Linked DNA regions of Urocitellus parryii: region 1 is linked to region 2. The links are chromatin contacts, called in public Hi-C maps. All regions are on one chromosome and are shown on one strand. The core of a region is the stretch at or near the end of the contact, and the rest is flanking DNA. Distances in the headings are between cores, read along the strand shown.

Region 1 (3,422 bases), core at 637-3,136, 140 kb before region 2:
CAGCAATACTGATTAAGTTCCTTGCTTCCTTTTTACTATTATTTTTCCCATTTGGGGCAAATGGCCAGACCAGACTTGTTGAGATCTCCAGAGTCTGAACCTCTGACCTTGGACTTTGGTTACCAATGCAGTACAATGTAGAGAGCACTGGCCAGAATCAGAAAGCCTGTTCCATCACTTATAACTGTGTGATCTTGGGCAAATACCTTAGCCTTTATGCCTCAGTTGTACCTGCATAAAATGGGCCTGATTATATAATAGCTACCACAGATTTGTATAAGTGTTTCCTATAAAAGCATATGTAAAATCTTTTGTACAGTGCCTGGCACAAAGTAGGCACTTGATAAATATTAAATGCCACTATTGTTATTATTAAATATACATTATGTTTCATGAGAACAGGGGCCATATCTTCTTATTCTTCTGAGTTTCCAGCACCTACAATAGTGCCTAGCAAATACAGACAGGGTCTCACTGAGTTGTTTAGCATCTCACTGTTGCTGAGGCTGGCTTTGAATTCCAGCACATAACTAGTTCAAACAAGTACTTAGTAAATAAATGCATAAGTGAAACTGAAGCCAGATTTAAAGTTAGGTAGTCAGTGTAGTTAGATAAATCGGGTCTAATAAAATCTAAAATGAAATCTAAAATGGAGGCCATGCTGAGAATGATTCCAGGAAACTCAGGACAACCCATGGAATGTTAATGAAGTCCAGGAAAGGCCCTAGGCCAAAGTCCATCCCAAAGAAGTGTTAACGAAGTCCTTCCTGCTCAGACTACTTCTTTGGCCCACCTGTGTCCCACCCCTCGGGCCTTCCCACCTACATTCCATCACTGAAAGAACTATAAAAAGGGGAGACAACAGCCCTTCCACGAATTCCACCTCTTGGGTCCCCTTCTTCCTCCGGGAGACTCTGCTGTCCTTTAATAAACTTCTAATTTCTACTCTGACCTTGCCTAGGCGTGCTTCTTTGGTGTTATTCTCCAACATCGGGGAAGCAAGGACTCACTGGTCAACAGCGATAACAAAACGACTTACGTTTGGAAATAGGACAAGCTGGATTTTTCCGTGTCCACCCATATAGAACACCCACAGTGTGCTGGGAGACACAGGGACATTGAGAGTGGGTCCTGTCCTTGGAGAGTGCTTGACACAGGTAGGGCTGGGGATGTAGCTCAGTGGTAGACCAGTTGCCTTGCATGCAGGAGGCCCTGGCTTTTATTATCAACATTGAAACAAAGAACAGATTCTAGATAAATACATTTATTGAAGAATGAATGCATGAAGCCGGGCGCGGTGGCACACACCTGTAATCCTGGCTACTCAGGAGGCTGAGACAGAAGGATCACAAGTTTGAGGACAGCCTCTGCAATTTATTTTTTTATTTTTTTTATTTTTTAAAGAGAGAAGAGAGGGGAGAGAGAAAGAGAGAGAGAGAGAGAGAGAGAGAGAGAGAGAGAGAGAGAGAGAGAGAGAGAGAATTTTAATATTTATTTTTTAGTTCTCAGCGGACACAACATCTTTGTTGGTATGTGGTGCTGAGGATCGAACCCGGCCGCACGCATGCCAGGCTAACGCGCTACCGCTTGAGCCACATCCCCAGCCCCAGCCTCTGCAATTTAGCAAGACCCTTTCTCAAAACAAAACAAAAATAAAAAGGTTGGGGTATGCTCCCCCAAAAAAAGAATGCATGAAAAATCAAATGGCTATTAAAACTTCACCTGCCAAAATAAACAGACATCCTATGCAGACAATTGCGCGCACTTTCCCCGGAGTGGGCACCAGAGGGCGCTGAGCTCCGCGGTCCTCAGCTCCAGCTCAGGATCCACACCGGGGTCCAAAGGAGACTCCGCGCGGTGACGTCATATCCGCTTGCCTACCTCTCATCCGGGGTCTGGGAGCAGCCAAACGTAAACATACCAGGAGTTTCCCGGACCCAGGTTCTGGCTCCTGCTTGGGATCTCCAAGCCTTGGCGAATCCTTGCAGCCAACCGGAGTCAGAGGAGGCGTCAAGCTAGCCCGACGGACAGCAGGTAAGCGGAAGCCCGCACGAGAGTGGTTATTTCCGGGAGCTGTGTTAGTCGGCCGCACTGCTGTCGCCCGCCACGCGCGCCGAGTGCGCATGTGCAAAGCTGGAGCTACCGGAGGATGGTGCGGAGAGCCCGAGGTACCGGTCCGCGGGGGCAGAGATCCCCCATCGCCCTCTATACAACGCGGTGTGCGGTCACTACCGCACAGGGTGACCTCGATCAGTGAGTGGCACTGTGCAGGGCGCGCTGCCTGTGCCACGCGCAGAGGAGGGCCCTGAATCAATGGCGGTTGTTAGTTGGAAACAATCTAAGTGCTCAGCAGTATTGCAGTATTGAGGTTTTACAGTATTCCCGGAGTTATCCTTGGAACGTCTGCACGGTGCAACGCACTGCTTTAGGTCTTTGGAAAACAGCAGCAAACAAGACAGACCCCTGACTCGTGGAGTGAACTTACTAGGGGAGTAAAGATAAAGAATAAGTGAATTATGCAATTATGTTAGAAGGCGGCAAATGCCTTGAGACAAAAGAGCAGGGTCAGGGCAAAGAGGGGGCGATGCAGTATTAGGATGGGCACTAGGCTACAGAGACAGATTGAGCAGAAAACCAGAAAGAAGGCAAAAGAGTGAACCATGTGGCTCCTTGAAGAAAGCTGAAGCTGAGGCCCAGAGGCGGGAGAGACAGGTGGAGGAGAAGGAACTGGGAGGTGGGTCCAGTGGACAGGGGGTCAAGAACAGCACAGATCAGCTAGGATTTTGCAGGCTACTCAAGGACTTTGGTCTTGCTCTTGATAAAATAGGAAGCATTGCAGGGTTTGAACAGGGGAGGGATGTGCTTGAATAGATTTAAATAGGTTCGCCGGGAGTGGGGAGGGGAGTAAGCATGGAACCTACTGCTAATAGATGTTTACCTGCACCCCTGTAATTATTAAAAAAGCCTAGGTAAAGGCCGTTGATGGCAATGACTACAGGAGCGCTTAAACTCAGAACAGCCTGCAGAGGGCAGTGCTGTCCCCTCCTCTGAGGACTCAGGCCTGTGGATAAGTGACTGCTCAGTAAAACGTGTGCTCTGTGTAGTGCAGATGCAGCTCAGTGATAGAGTGCTTGTCTAGCTTGTGCAGAGCTTTGTGTTCAATTCCACACTACCAAAAAAAAAATCTTCTTATCTCTTAGTATAAAACATACAAAATATGAAACATGACATATCATTTTAGCCACTTTTAAGTATACATTTCAGTGTCATTAAATACATTTACATTGTTATGCAGTCTCTGCTAAGTCCCTTTCCTTGGTTGGACAAAGAAAAGTTTTATTTTGGCTTATAGTTCTGATCCAAGGTCAAGCACAAGTTTTGGGGGGACAGATCAGGTTCACACCATAACAATGGCTGTTTCA
Region 2 (3,990 bases), core at 1,011-3,510:
CCCCAAGGAATGGAACCAGCTGTCTTTGGACAGACCTCTGAAACCATGAACTCCAGATAAACCTTTCCTCCTCTGAAATTGTCTTATCAGGTCTTTTAGTCACAGCATTGAAAAAGCTGACTAAAACACACCCCTACCACCAAACTCACTGTATTTTTCTGATTATAAATTCAATATCCATATAAAAGTCTAGACAATAAGTAAAATTAAGAAGAACACTAAGAAGTAATAAGTCTTAGGCTGGGGATATAGTTGATAAAGAGTGCTTCCCTCACATGTACATGGGCCCTGGGTTCAAACCCCAGCACCACATAAATAAATAAATAAATAAATGTAATAAGTCTCTAACATTTACATTTTATTACCTGCACACTAAGATTAATGGTGGGGTGTTTTTCCTTTGAAATAACTGTCTATGTATATTTATTTATTTATTATTTATTTTGGGAATTGAATCCAGGGGTGCTTTACCACTGAGCTGCAACCCTAGCCCTTTTAATTTTTTTTTATTTTGAGGCAGGGTTTCAGAAAGTTGCTTAGGGCCTAGCTAAATTGCTGAGGGTGCTTTTGAACTGGTGATCTTCCTGCCTCAGCTTCCCACGTGGCTGGGATTACAGGTGTCTTTCATGGTGCCCAGCATACATATGTTTTTAAAAGCAAAATTAGGATTGTACCATGTATACTATTTTGTGTACTTATTATTTTCACAAACACTTCCCTGTATCCTCACCTAGTTTTTGTGAATATGTTAATGTACTCAGTGATGTTGATGAAGCATGTTATTTACTTAGTCTATCCATTGGAGTGTGTGGAGAAAATCCAAATATCAGATATGACTGTGATGATCATATTGATTAAGAGTTCAAGGGCTGGGAATGTGGCTCAGCGGTAGCGCGCTCGTCTGGCATGCGTGCGGCCCGGGTTCGATCCCCAGCACCACATACCAACAAAGATGTTGTGTCCGCCGAGAACTAAGAAATATATATTAAAAAAAAAAAAAAAAAAAAAAGAGTTCAACTTTGAGCTGGGCAGGGTGGTGCACTCCTGTAATCTCAGCTGCTCAGAAGGCTGAGACAGGATGATTTCAAGTTCAAAGCCAGCCTTAGTGACTTAGGGAGGCCCTAAGCAACTTAGTGAGATCCTCTCTTTAAATAAATAGGCCTGGGGATGTGACACAGTGCAGTGAGTTTAATCTAGGTTCAATCTCTGGTACCATAAAAAGAAAAAAGTTCAACTTTGAGAAGCACCTCTCACCTGTGCAGACATGAAATCTAGCTGAGGCAAGTGGTTCTCCTGGAGAAGGGAAACGGGCAAAACCAATATCATATAACTGGGAAAAGCATTTGGAAGGAGATCAATTAGCTTTAAGGCTTTAGGTATTCTGCACCTTTAGACATGGCAACCTCCACCAGCTCAACTAGGGCAGAGCTTCTAGCCTCCAAGTCTTTGCACGACGTCATTTAGGCTGTTGCAGTTGGCTTTGTCCTCTCCATCTGGCTGCCCTTGGCTGCTCTACCCACGGGGCCGGATAGGTGGCCCCAGGGGGTTCCTTAAAGTCCTTTTTATAGGGCGTGCTTCCTAATACAGGACAAGGCCAGGAGGGGCTCTGGACACATGCGGGGAGTTCAGATCTTCCTTGCCTACAGCATCTGAAGCAGGGGTTCCCTTCCCTTATTTCCACCGAAGTCTTCTAATTATGCCCCTCTCAACACTAAACACCTATATTTTGTCAACTAGCTGTTTCCTTGAGTCTTGGAGCCCGCCGTGATTTTAGTGGCCGCTGTACTCCCCAGGCTTGGCACGTAGTGGGTAGGGTCCATACAAGTTTGTGAAATGAATGAGGAGAAACACCTGTGGAGACACCAGCGGAGAGCACACAGCGAAGAGAGGGCACAGACTTTGAGGGCGCGGGAGTGGGAGGACCCGGGACTGCACGCGGAGGCGGGGAGCGGGGACGTATCCTGGGCGGGGCTTAGATAGCCGGGGCGGAGCCTTGGGGCGGGACTGGCGCTTTGGGGCGGGGCTTCGGGGCTGCGGTACAGCCCGCCTGACCGCTCAACTCAGGCTGCGCTTGCTGAATTCCCCCGACTGCCGGGCTCTCTGGCTTCCGTGGCCTCCCGCCCGCGCCGCCGTTAGGGGGCGCCCGCGCTCGTGGCGCCGTAGCTCTGCTGGGAAGGCGCCGCCCGCGCTGGGCAGCTGGAGCCGCAACTCCGGGCGCCGGCTCAGTCGTCCCTTCTGCCGCCGCCGCCGCCACCGCCTCCGGGCGCGGGCTCGCTCGTCCCCGCGCTCGCGCCCTCCGGCCGCCGGCATCTCCCGGCTTGCCCGCCGCCGCTGTCGCACAGTGAGTGGGGCGGGCGCAGGGCTTACGGGGCCCGGGCACAGGAGGGCCGGGGATGGGGAGAAGCCGGCGCCCGGTGGCTAGGGGAGCGGAGCTGAGAGGATTGGGCAGGGACGCCTGGAGCCGGGAGGTGGCGGGCCGCGCTGAGGGGACCGCGGGGGAGCTCGGGCCGCGCGTCCCGGGGCTGGCACGAGCCTGCGGCGAGGCTGCCCTCGGCCGGGCCTGGGCGGGGATTCCGGGGCCCGCCCGGCAGGGACGCGCGGCCCCGCGGGCCGAGGTTCGGGGCTCCGGTGCGCGCTCCGGTCGGGCTTCGGGCTTGGCTCCCGGGGCGACGGCGAATCGGGGGCCCAGACGGGACCCCTCTGGGTTTGCTCGGAAACGCTGTGTTTTGGGGGGTGGCGCTTATTAGCTAGCGCTTGCCCTAGTTTAAAGCGTGAGGAAGGAGGGGGCTTCTGAGCCCTGCCTTTGGGATTTTCTGGTCTGAAGAGACACACCGATTGCAGCCGAGTTCGTGGCTCAGATGCTCAGATTTGTGGAGGTCGTGGCATTTCTCGTGCTTGATGTCAGAGGGGATCCTGACCGTGGTCGTGGGGAGCCCCTGCAGCACCTGCTGGGCTGATGGTGTCGTGGAGGCTGTGTCTGGGGGTGGGACCGGGAAATGAAACGTGACTGAGATCCTGTTTAGATATTCTGCTGAAGTTATCGGGTTTCTTCGGTTCGAGTATACCAGTTCTAGAACAAGTTGATAAATCCAGTTTTGAGACTTTGTGAGAGAAGAGATTTGGGTGGCAAATAGATTTGGGATCACCCCAAAGGCTAAGAATGTGTTTGGGGTAGCCCAAATATCTACTCGTTCCCATATCCTCCTGGCATGTTCATTTTCTTCACTGCCACAAATGCCCTAGCACGAGAAGGATCCTGGAATAAGAAGCTGAGCTAGCACAGGCCCGAGCCCCAGATTGAGCTGTTTTCAAGTGAACAAACGTGTAACTAGGAAAAGAATGTTTTTATGAGCAGGGGTTGTTGGTAAGTTGAGAGAACTTGCTCTTTAATTGAACACCATCAGTCAATATGGGGTACTTGTTTTTTTTTTTTTGTAGTGTCAAGTATCAAGGGTCCTGTGGTCAAGATAGTCATAGATGCCATTGCTAAGTTTTGTGATTCAAATAGTCATAAATCATATTTTAACCAAAGCATTTACTACATAAAGGAGTCCCAGGTGAATCCTGTGAATCTATCCTGTGTCTTGGATTTTGATATTTGAGGGCTATTTAAAATGAAATTCACATATTTATTTGCATTTGGCTTTACCTGGGAGATAATCCTGAGTCATGCTTTAGAGAAGTTCCTTCTCAGATCAGACATTCAGATGTCTGTGCTCTGTAAACACTGGACTCTGCCCTTTACCTGTAGCGGACCTGTCTGGAACTCTGGGGAAATGTGGTCTTAAGGACATTGGAAGCACACTGAGGCCATCACCACTTTTTCACCCTTTCTGCAGGCCTATGCTCTAAATTACTTGTGTTCACATTCTCAAATTTCTTTACCATAGAAATTTTGTTTAAGCTACTGCCACAAGTATTTTCACATTGGTATAATACTTGTTTTATATTCATGATCTTGTTTATTTTCTCCATTTCCCCAAAGAAGAA

Evidence for each region. A called contact is a pair of places that touch in the nucleus more often than the background predicts.
Region 1: a Hi-C map of liver shows a contact between it and region 2, with 3 times the contacts expected there. The contact joins the promoter of Rpp14 here to the promoter of Kctd6 in region 2. A contact is called at or near these places in 2 of 2 Hi-C or Micro-C datasets (liver and muscle).

Annotation. Positions count from the first base shown.
Region 1 is chr3:169,213,764-169,217,185 of mUroPar1.hap1, reverse strand. It overlaps Rpp14 (ribonuclease P/MRP subunit p14), which reads left to right and starts at 1,886. Exons shown (of 6, transcript XM_077795634.1): 1 at 1,886-2,034.
Region 2 is chr3:169,073,753-169,077,742 of mUroPar1.hap1, reverse strand. Kctd6 (potassium channel tetramerization domain containing 6) reads left to right here and starts at 2,260. Exons shown (of 3, transcript XM_026402056.2): 1 at 2,260-2,341.